Linked DNA regions of Mus musculus: regions 1 and 3 are each linked to region 2. The links are chromatin contacts, called in public HiChIP or PLAC-seq and promoter capture Hi-C maps. All regions are on one chromosome and are shown on one strand. The core of a region is the stretch at or near the end of the contact, and the rest is flanking DNA. Distances in the headings are between cores, read along the strand shown. Region 1 holds the start of Commd3 (COMM domain containing 3). Region 2 overlaps Dnajc1 (DnaJ heat shock protein family (Hsp40) member C1). Region 3 holds the start of A930004D18Rik (RIKEN cDNA A930004D18 gene).

Region 1 (3,209 bases), core at 206-2,705, 360 kb before region 2:
ATAAATTAATTGCTAATGATTACAAATCCTTTAGGCCCCTGTTCCTAAGAGGAATATTTGGTTTTGGTAAAACTTCCTCTTTAGAAAATATAACAAAAATTCAATTGTAAATGGATGAGATGAACAAGGTTAACTGCAAAACAATAAAGAGAATACATCAATAATCTGCTGTCACTCTCTTTTCAATTACCTTCTTTTATTTCGTCTTAGTATTTTTTTTTTAAATACCTCAAAGAAAGGGGGGGCAGTGGTTGCTGGATGGACTGAAAGCAAAGGAGAAACTGAAGGTAGTTTACACAGTAAATTTCAAAATGAACAACTTTCAAAAGACATTTTAGAGCAATTGACTCCATGAACATAAATACATCAAAGAAGCTTGATAGGAGGGCATACATTAGCATGCACAACAGAAATATCAAAATCCCATTAATATCTTCAAGTCCCCCCACCTCTCCTCGCTCTCTCTCTCTCTCTCACACACACACACACAGCTTCGAGATAAACCAGGTAGTGGTTAATTGGGGGGGGGGGGGGGCTTTAAGAACAGCTTCCACTTTCATACTTGTTGTCCAAGTATCTAGTATGAAACGGGGGGGGGGGGTGTGGAGACCCAAGGAGTTCTGGAATGTGTTGATAGATTTGAGGGAATTATCTAGAAGTGATTTGTCTTAAAGTACGCTCTTAATCCATTATGACAATTGCAGTCTGCGACCAGACATTTTAAATAGTCTCTCTTCCTGGTAGCCGCTGCAGAACAAAACATTAGGCGCCCTACTTGAGGGTTCTGGACGAATAACCTGGGCTTAACACTCTGAACGCCCGTGCTGGAGTGATCAGAGAATCCGGAGGTGTTCTGTAGGTTGGAAAATGTCAGTGCTGTCTGACCCAGCCATTGCTTCGGAAACTGCCTTTTCAACCCCCTCCAGCCCAGCTGGGGGAGGCTGAATCACAGGACCTCCCCAGTTGAAGTCCAAGTGTCAAAACAGCTGCAGCCTCCGAGGAGGCTGAAAACCCCCACACATTTAGGCCACAAACTAGACTTGAACACGGCTTTACAAAGGAACAAAGAAACAGTCTGGCAGGGAAACCAGGCCAGGAGCGTAGAGCTGGCCCCGTGTAGGTGCCCTGCGGGGGCACAGCGGCGCTCAGGGCCCGCTCGGGTCCCCACAGTCGGGCTGGGCGAAAACCGGGGACTTGCCCGGGCCGGAGCTGTGCCCAAGGCGCCGGGCTGGCGGCTCTGCCGGGCGCCCCTCCGCCCAGGCCGCGGCGGCGGGAGAGCCGCTTACCTAGCGCGGCCTCGTCCGCCCGGGCGTCCAGCAGGCTCTGGAAAGCCGCCCGGAGGAGAAGCGCGAAGGCGTTGGAGTCAAAGGAACCGGGATCCGCCAGCGTCTGGATGCCTCTTTGCACAGACTCCGAGAGCTCCATTGTGAGCGCGCCGTGACCTTCGACACGCACACCACGTGACTCGGGGCGCGCGCCCAGCTGATCGGGCGCGCGCACCCGCGGCGGGGCGGCTCGGGGAGGTTCGGCGACGGCTCGGGACGGTTCGGAGAGGTTCGGGCGACGCCTCGGGGAGGTTCGGGAGGGTTCGGGTGAAGCTCGGGCGGCGGCTGGGCCTCTCGTCTCAGCCGCCCTGCGGGCCTCGGGCGGGACGCGCCGGCCTCTCGCACGGTCTGGGAGGCGCTGGCCTCGGCCGCGGCGAGCGCGGACGCCCATTGGTCCCGCTTGGCGCTCACCTGGGACCGCACCAGCTCTGTCCCCACTGGGCCTGGTGCAGGGAGGCGCGGGAACCCCGCCGCCGCGAGTGTGGCCAGAAGCTGGGCTTCGGGACAACGGGAGACTGAGTGCGTGTGTTAACTCGCCAGCCTGACCCGCAGCGCTGCCCTTTTGTGAGGCTGAGGACATCTTAAATATACCAGTTTTACCTTGTCTTTGTCACTTCAGGAACATGGCAGTAGATTTCTGCGTGATGTGCAGGACACAGGCGGGTGTGTGCACGCCCGGTAGTTAACAATTGGGAGATTAATAAATTATTCATGAACATATTTGACAGGATTATTAAAAAATTTTATATGCTACTGCGAATAAATACCTTTCGAAAGCACTCTGTCATATAAATTCTGTGCTCCTAAACTCACTACGTCCGTGGCTTTAATTACTCAATAGAGTCTTCGTAAATAAATACGAGATACTCATCTAAAGTACGGTTAGGAATGGCAAGATCTTTAGTATAAATGAATTACTTCTTTAGCGACTCATAACTTCAAAGACAAATCCTGTATAAAGTTTAACTTTCTCCTTTTCTTTTTCTTTCTTTCTTTTCTTTTTTTTTTTTTTTAATACGAGGTTGGTTTAGGAGGACAAGAATAGTTCTTTGTTAAGAAAACCCCAAAGTAAGTAAGACACATTAGGCATTTTTTTTAATTAAAAGAATTTGAAAGCTTAAAAAAAAAATCCAGTTTTGAAAGAATGAAGAAAAGGGCCGTAGAGCAAGAATTGTCTTTTACTCTCCCAGAGCAACGACAGTTTCAACTTGAAACACTTTTGTTTTTCCTAATTTAGATGCTTATTTGTGGGGGAATGGTTGTTATTAATGAATAAAGTCAGCATGTCTGAGTGTCATGTTGCACGTTGTCACATTGGACAGTACCCCACTTCATAGTAACAGGCACAATTGGAATGCTTGAGCGTCTAACAAGTTGAATAGCGCTGCTCAGCCAAGCTTTCAAAAGCACGTGCAGTCCCCTCTCTAGGTGAGAACTCACCAGCCTGAAAGGCTTAGAAGTCTCCCAAGGGTTTTCATGGAACAAATACCTATTAATTATGCTCTCTTTCCCCCACCCCTACTTCTCTGCTTCTTTTTTAACCCTCCCCACCCCCCAAAGACAGTTGAAAAAATTCAAGATACTTGATTTGCCCAGGGAATATTTTACAGGAAAGAACAGTGTATATGTTAATATTAACAACACTGAAACATTCTCTTTGTTATATATTTTATGATCACTGAGTGTTACCACTCAGAATTTGAGTTGGTAGCTCTGATCATAGTTTACTATCAAGAAATGAAAAGATAAATGTGTGAGCATGGGCTTTGTAAAGCTGTTTAAAAAGAGAAGAGTGAACAAATGGTAGGGAGCTTGTGGGCATAAATCTAGGCAATTTGCAATGCTCAGTTCCCCTCATAGCCCCCACATCAAGCATGCCCATGT
Region 2 (3,321 bases), core at 257-2,756:
ATTCCCTAGAGTGATTTAGTACTTACAGATTAGGATCATGAGTTATAAATTTAGCAAGTATGGCTTCAGTAGAAAAGACTTTTACCATGGGTTATGCCCTGGGAAACAGCCAGTTTTTGATTTTAACCAAATACCCACTCTTGACAGTATATGATAAATAGCCCCATGTATTTGGTGGACCCAGTATTCCCAGACCCCCCTTCTTAAGTGTTTGAGGTTATCATTTTAGTAATTCCTTATGTGTACTTTCCTGATGTTTCTTCACCTCCAGATAATCCAGGTGATAAACTGTTAGAAGACAGAAGTAAAAGATAATTGCCCCTTTTTTCTTGTTTGTTTAGACTTCTTTCCTATGTCTACTACAGTGATTGTATCTGGTAACCTTAGACAAGAGGCAGTCCCTCACTCAGACATGTCTCTGCCCTTTTCAGAAGACCAGTAATAAATGTACTCGCAAGGTGGTTTATAGTGCCTGTGACTTACAGAGGTCTTTCCTGTGCCGTAGAATGTGTGGAATGTCTATCCTGTTGCAAAGTCTTTGGAGATTTTAAAATCATAGAAAGAAACACTTTAAATTATCTTTTGAGACACATATGGTTAATTAAAACAAAAGTTTCTCATATACACACAAAATCATTGCAGGCAAAATAAACTTTTGTTTGTTTGTGTTTGTATGTTTCATTTTGAATTTGTTAGTCTTTAAAGAACAAGCAGCAATAATGCAGGTTGGAGTTCAACAGGTTGATTTTATGAGACAATAGTGGACAACATTGGAAATTTGACTGTGTTGTCTTAAATAAATGCACATTTGAGATTTAAGCAAGCCTAAATATCTGGTTTGTTGTGGGTAGCCAATCTTATAGACAAACTCAGAACTACACAGTGAGAGATTCGGAGTTTTTCTTCAAATATATTGTCTGGAATAATTCTGTGTACTAAAATATTAGCTGCCTTTCCTGGTTCTGTTTAATTTGAATTTTGAATATCCTAGTTGGTCAGGTTGTAATACGGGATTCAAATACTATCTTGAAGCTCTTTGCTTTTTAACAAGGACTGAAATTGGTCCAGGCATTTCCTCTAGTTTAGGTTATCTATCTTGTTGAAAGAAGCTCTGTACATTTATTCTAGTAGATTCCTTTTAGGGAACAGCTAGTTTTGTCTCACACATCAAGAATGTGTTGTAAAGATAGCTTGCTTTATTCTTCCAACATCTTTGCCATCAAATTTTATCTTTTTTGCTGGTTGTTATCTTAGAAGTCAGTAAATTTTGTGATAACTTCTTCTAACTAAAAAAATCATTTCTGTCTTTTCACAGCAAATCACTTCTTACCTATTCATTGTTTCTGTGTTAATATAGACTCCTCTGACATAATCTCTTTAGGAATAGTTCCCTCTGCATTTACTTTCGTGTTAGCAGAGGAAAAAAGAAAAAAAAAACAAAAACCTGACCTGACACTTACACAAACATCTGTAGTATTTATACCCCTTGAGGCACAAGGAACTCTTTTGTAACTGGTTTTCCTTGAGGCAAAAGACTTAACTAATCAAGTTGAGAATAACTTTTCTAAAGCTTGTGCCTGAGGCCAGATGACCTGTGAATATTTAGACACAGGAGAAAGACATGTCTGCAGATATTTTCAGTTTAAGATTCTTAGTTCCTTAAAAGGGAAAGAGTAGTCAGCTATATCTTCTAACACCATCTCATACTGCCCTCGATAAATAAATTTTTCCCATACCATTCTTTATAAATATTATTTGAGCAAGTGCTTTAAGTTTATAACCTAGGCATGTAGTTTGGTAAGTTATCTTGGAAGTGTTTTCTGTGTTTTTCTCCAGAGATGTAATTATATTTTTTATTGAAATTAGATAAATTGCTTATATTTTTGTGAGAAAGGGAATAACAATGCAGTAAATACGTTAACAAATGGAATAGCTTATTTTCTTCAGAAAATGATATGTTTTATTTTGTTTTGTAATGGTATAAATTAGATGTAAATTGCATCTTATGAAAACCGCCACTGTAAGTGTGTAATCCAGAGACGTGTAATAACTGTATGGACCTCAGTATATTCTCCCCACAACCCAGTCTTTAAACATTTTCATCCTCAAAAAGAATGTATCCCAAGCCCATTTATAGGCAATTCCTGCTCTGAGTTCCATTCCTAGGTAATCAGAGATCTGTTCAGTGTGTTTATCAGTTTGTTCTGTTCATTTCATAGTGACAGAATCACGCAGTGTCTAGACCTTTGCATCTGATTCCTTTCATTTAGCATTACATGTTTTTAAGTTTATTCATACTACACTACATCCTAATGCTTTATTGTTATTACTAAATACTATTCCATTGTGAGGATATTTTTGTTTATCCATTCATCATTTGATGGACCTCTGGCTTTTAACACTTTGCATAGAAGATGCTGTAAACATTAGCATAAAATTCTTTTTATAGACCTAAGTTTCATTTCTTAGATAGAACAAATTCCTAGAACATTTGGAAACTTTAACTGCCCCACTCCTCAAAGGCATAGATTATAACTTGAAAATAACAGATTTTCCTGGTGAATGAAAGGAATCCTAGCACAGAATTCTTACCTAAATTCCATAGCAATTGTACTCATTTGAAGGATTAGCAGCCTGTGATCCAAAACGAATTTCTATACAAGGTTCCTAAGATTTTACATAACGATTTGAAAACTACTTACTACCTGTGTATTAGATTATACTTAGATAATATTAGCCTGTGTAGTTGTGCTTTAAAACTATTATAAATTTTAACAAGTATTTTTCCTCTTTTTCTTTTTTTTGGTGGGGAGGTCCTTTTTGGGGGAAGAGGGGGTTTTGAGACAGAGTCTTTTTATGTAGCTCAGACTGGCCTTAAACTCTCTGCCTACCAAGTACTGGGATTAAAGCTGTGTGCCCACACACCTGACAAACTAGTATTTCTATTAATTCAATTCTGTAACTTAAATTTTCCTTTGTCTGTTATATTACTACATTTTTAAAGCCTTAGACATTTTTTAGTTTACCAAAGAAAATCATGTCTCATACAAATACTTTTTAAATTGATAATGTAATATGCTATTTGACGGAAGGCATTATAACTTTTGGGAGATCATAGTTATATGTGTATCTTAATTGTGTGAAAAGATATCTATTTTAAAACAAAACAAAAAAACAAATACTTTTTAAGATGTGATGTTAACTTTAATTTATAAAAACTTTTATAAATTACAAATTACTTTAAAGTTCATTAGAGATCTGTTCAAATCTGAGAATAAGAAATCTAACTTAGGACTTTCTTTGAATGAAGTTGTAAGGCAC
Region 3 (3,184 bases), core at 590-3,089, 280 kb after region 2:
ATGAGCGGTGACACACACAGTCTCTTCATTAGAAACCTGCAAGGGATTCAGAAAATGAGAGAAATGAGGGAGAAGTTTGGTTCTATTTGTTTAACATGGAAAAATAATTTCTTTAATCTAAGATGAAATGTTCCTATCTCATTTTTCGGTCACCTCCCAGTCCCCGTCCAGCCAGTTAGGACCAAGGACCTGAATGGCCAAAACCAGGCAGGCGCTGGATTCATTTCTAGAACTTTTGAGGACAGAATTCCACGGGTCCTCCTGGCCCTGAGAGGGCTGAGGGGCAGGCAGACAGTGCCTCCTCCAGGGCTGGGTCCCGCGGCCTTTCCAGGGTCTTAGGACCTGGTGGGTCCAAGGGAAAAGCAGCCTGACGCCTGCCTTGCAACCTTTCCCTCTGACACTGCAGCTAGAAAAAAGCAGATTTCTTCTTGAGCCTCCACTGGTGTCAGAAAACCTGGCTTGGGTGGACTGTGAGGGTTTGGACATTAGCTGATGCAAATCACAGGGAAATGTTAATTCCAGTGAGGGAGAAACCCTGTGTTTAGCTATCTTCCTTTCCCTTCTTAGATGGCCCTGCTTCCTTCCGCACTCTCGCTCTCACCAAATTAGCTAGTCCATGAAATCCCCCTGGGTTTAGAGCACTTGTTTCGCGGATTGGCGTACAACCCATATTAACTATGCACTTTCTGCTATTCCTCTTGTGACTGTCCCTGATTCTTCCTTCTTTGCGGAGAGTATGATGCATTTTATTTTAGTCAATCGATGCGCACAAATACTGGGATAACACAACCCACACATCTGCGGTGGAGGCTGCTTTCAAAATTGAGTTTAGGGATCAATACTAAGTCGGAATGCTCCAAATTGCATGAATTCACCAAATTCAAGCCTTGGGCTCCCAAGCCCTTTTCCTGAGTAATTAACACACTCACAGGTTATAGCTGTGCATCTACACTTCCTGCCTCTCTCAAAACAGGATGCTTTCCTCCTGTGTATTTGGCTTTACCTAAAGATCACTTGGTTGCTTTGAAAAACACGACCCCCAAATTAGTGGAGCCAAACCCTGTCACCACCCTTCATGCTGATCTCCTCACCTTATTTTTCTAAGACCTAACAGTAGCACTTAGAAGTGGGCTAGTGGATGCTCCACAAACCTTTGCCCAACTTAATATTTCACTCGTGAGGGAGCAGCCAACACTTGGCTCCCAGGATTTCTAGATCTGTGTGATATTAGAGTTACAATACATGCCAAGCAATACTTTGTTGGATGATGGTTGGTTGGTTTTTATGGCCTGGATCTTAGCCACATAGACTGGTGTCTAACTAGGGGAGATGGACAGCAGTTGTCCTCTGTTGCAAAGGACAGTGAGTTTGACCAGAGACATGATTGGCTTCTGAACAAGAATTAGAAGAGCTTGCAGCCCATTAAGACTCTCTCTCTCTCTCTCTCTCTCTCTCTCTGTGTGTGTGTGTGTGTGTGTACAAACAGGTAGTCTGAAAGAAGTCCCTAAGAAAAACCACCAAAGAAACTAGGTTTATAGTGCATTAGAATATCCCAGTTTTGAAGCTCATGTCTGAGTCTTCCTTCAGGTTAGGTGTCTGGAAGAAGACAAAAGACTCTTGTTCTGTCCCGGGAGGAACTGGGAGTCAAGAAAAGCTTTGAGGTTCTCCAGAAGGAGCCACTCTTCTAATCAGGGCTATCAATATGTCTGTGTTTAACCCTATTGGATAAAGACTTAGTCAGTAGACTTAGACCCTAAAATAGTAGCAGCTTAGCAAGGAGCTCACAGATCTGTCAAAGCCTTCCCAGGCCGGAAGCTGGGGAGGAAGAGAGAGGGAAACGCCATTTGTGTGGCTACCATCCTCTTGACTAAGATGACAAACCAACCATTTCAACAGAACTCTCTTGGAAAGTTACTGAAGAAGCATTCAGAGACACTGGAAGGCTGGAAGAGAATTTCCATCCTTAGTGCTTGCCTCCTTTGGGTTAGCTCCAGGAAAAAACACAATGCTGTGGTAAGTGATGGTCTGTGGTGAGGCACAGAGGGACTGTGCCAAACTTAGCAGCCACCTTGCCCCTCTCCTGTGAAAGTTGGATGTCACACAAATGCATAGGCTACAGCTTGCTCAGGGGCTGAAAGGGCAAACTCCTCAATCTCTGAAACACCCTGGAAGGGCCTGGACTCCTGGATCTGCCAGGAAGAAAAGCATGACTCACACTCATCCTCCTCAAGTTCCCTGTTTTCCCTCCTTGCAGATGAATACCCTGATCCCCTGATCATCAGCAGGGAAAATGTCAAAGGGTAGTTTGCTTCCTCTGCGTTGGGTCCAAAGATGCAGTCCCAAGGAAGGCTAAGCTTTCAGATTTTTTCATCACTACACCTATTTGAATTAAAAACTGTATGTTATAGTAGAAATTGCCATAGACAGGCTTATTCACCCTTTTCCTGTCTGTCTTCCCTTTTTTCTTTTTCCACCCTCTTAGCTCCCCCCATTCTTCCCCCTACCTAACCCTCACACTCAGGTGGAAGCCTTTCTCCTGGAGTGGAAAGAAAGGAAGAGCTAGACTTACAGCAGAGTTGAGAGAGGCAGTATGGAAGCTGTGGTCACTACTGCACTTTCTTGCTGGGATGAAGGGTCAGAGCATCCCAACCTCTTGGCCCTCAAATGCTGAGATGCTCTGCTTTGAGTGTGGCAAATAGCATGTACACCACACCCAAAGAGCTCCATTCCATACACACCCATGCACACGGCTATGGGTCCGACACAGAGTGCATTGCCAGATGCAAATGTACAGAGGTGCTTTTAATTTTGTTCCAAGTGTTACACATCATGTGGCAAATTGGCCTTCAGAAAGCCAATTTTATTTTTTTCTGTTAATAATAAAAGACTTCTTAAACAAGCTTAAAGTATGTGATTGAGAATTAAGAGTGTACATCTTTATGGCTCAAGTGTTTCTTATCTGATTTTAAAAAGAAGACTAATACACTTTTTTTTAAATAAGGAAGGTTTTTTTGTTTTTTGTTTTTTTTAATGGAAGAGTTTGGTTAACGTTAGAACTGTCCAGTGGTTCTGCTGTTCACATGCGTTTAAGAAAATAATAAGAACATTTAAATCCTTTAAAAATCCTTTTACATTTTTAATGGATTGTGAATTTTAAAAAGTAAGCTAGGAAATTAGTCATATA

The links. Promoter capture Hi-C pulls out the DNA fragments that hold promoters and counts their contacts. HiChIP or PLAC-seq counts read pairs in DNA pulled down with a chosen protein or histone mark.
Region 1: a contact with region 2 is called in a promoter capture Hi-C map of cranial neural crest. The contact joins the promoter of Commd3 here to the enhancer-like site in region 2. A contact is called at or near these places in 5 of 39 promoter capture datasets (HPC-7-derived erythroid cells, cranial neural crest, hippocampal neurons and 2 more), 1 of 484 Hi-C or Micro-C datasets (neural progenitor cells), 2 of 115 datasets of contacts at active chromatin or transcription factors (bone marrow-derived macrophages and stem cell-derived neural progenitor cells) and 3 of 9 other capture datasets (adipose tissue, liver and pancreatic islet).
Region 3: an H3K4me3 HiChIP or PLAC-seq map of embryonic forebrain shows a contact between it and region 2, with 5 times the contacts expected there. The contact joins the promoter of A930004D18Rik here to the enhancer-like site in region 2. A contact is called at or near these places in 5 of 39 promoter capture datasets (the HPC-7 cell line, HPC-7-derived erythroid cells, cranial neural crest and 2 more), 1 of 15 datasets of contacts at CTCF or cohesin (the NIH/3T3 cell line), 4 of 484 Hi-C or Micro-C datasets (CD4 T cells, cranial neural crest, embryonic stem cells and 1 more), 12 of 115 datasets of contacts at active chromatin or transcription factors (the 230-238 cell line, the SCID.adh cell line, bone marrow-derived macrophages and 7 more) and 2 of 9 other capture datasets (adipose tissue and liver).

The regions. Positions count from the first base shown.
Region 1 is chr2:18,670,681-18,673,889 of GRCm38.p6, reverse strand. Commd3 (COMM domain containing 3) reads right to left here and starts at 1,455. Exons shown (of 8, transcript NM_147778.4): 1 at 1,287-1,455. The coding sequence starts at 1,425. It overlaps Gm33355 (a long non-coding RNA gene), which reads left to right and starts at 1,486. Exons shown (of 2, transcript XR_374026.2): 1 at 1,486-1,554.
Region 2 is chr2:18,312,861-18,316,181 of GRCm38.p6, reverse strand. The region is part of intron 3 of Dnajc1 (DnaJ heat shock protein family (Hsp40) member C1); the gene reads left to right. Among named protein-coding and RNA genes, the nearest start is that of Dnajc1, 78 kb to the left of the region's middle. Within about 2 kb of position 1,506, at least 2 of the 459 cell types and tissues checked have an H3K27ac peak or open chromatin away from gene starts, as enhancers often do.
Region 3 is chr2:18,036,396-18,039,579 of GRCm38.p6, reverse strand. It overlaps A930004D18Rik (RIKEN cDNA A930004D18 gene), which reads left to right and starts at 1,839. Exons shown (of 2, transcript NR_028376.1): 1 at 1,839-2,013.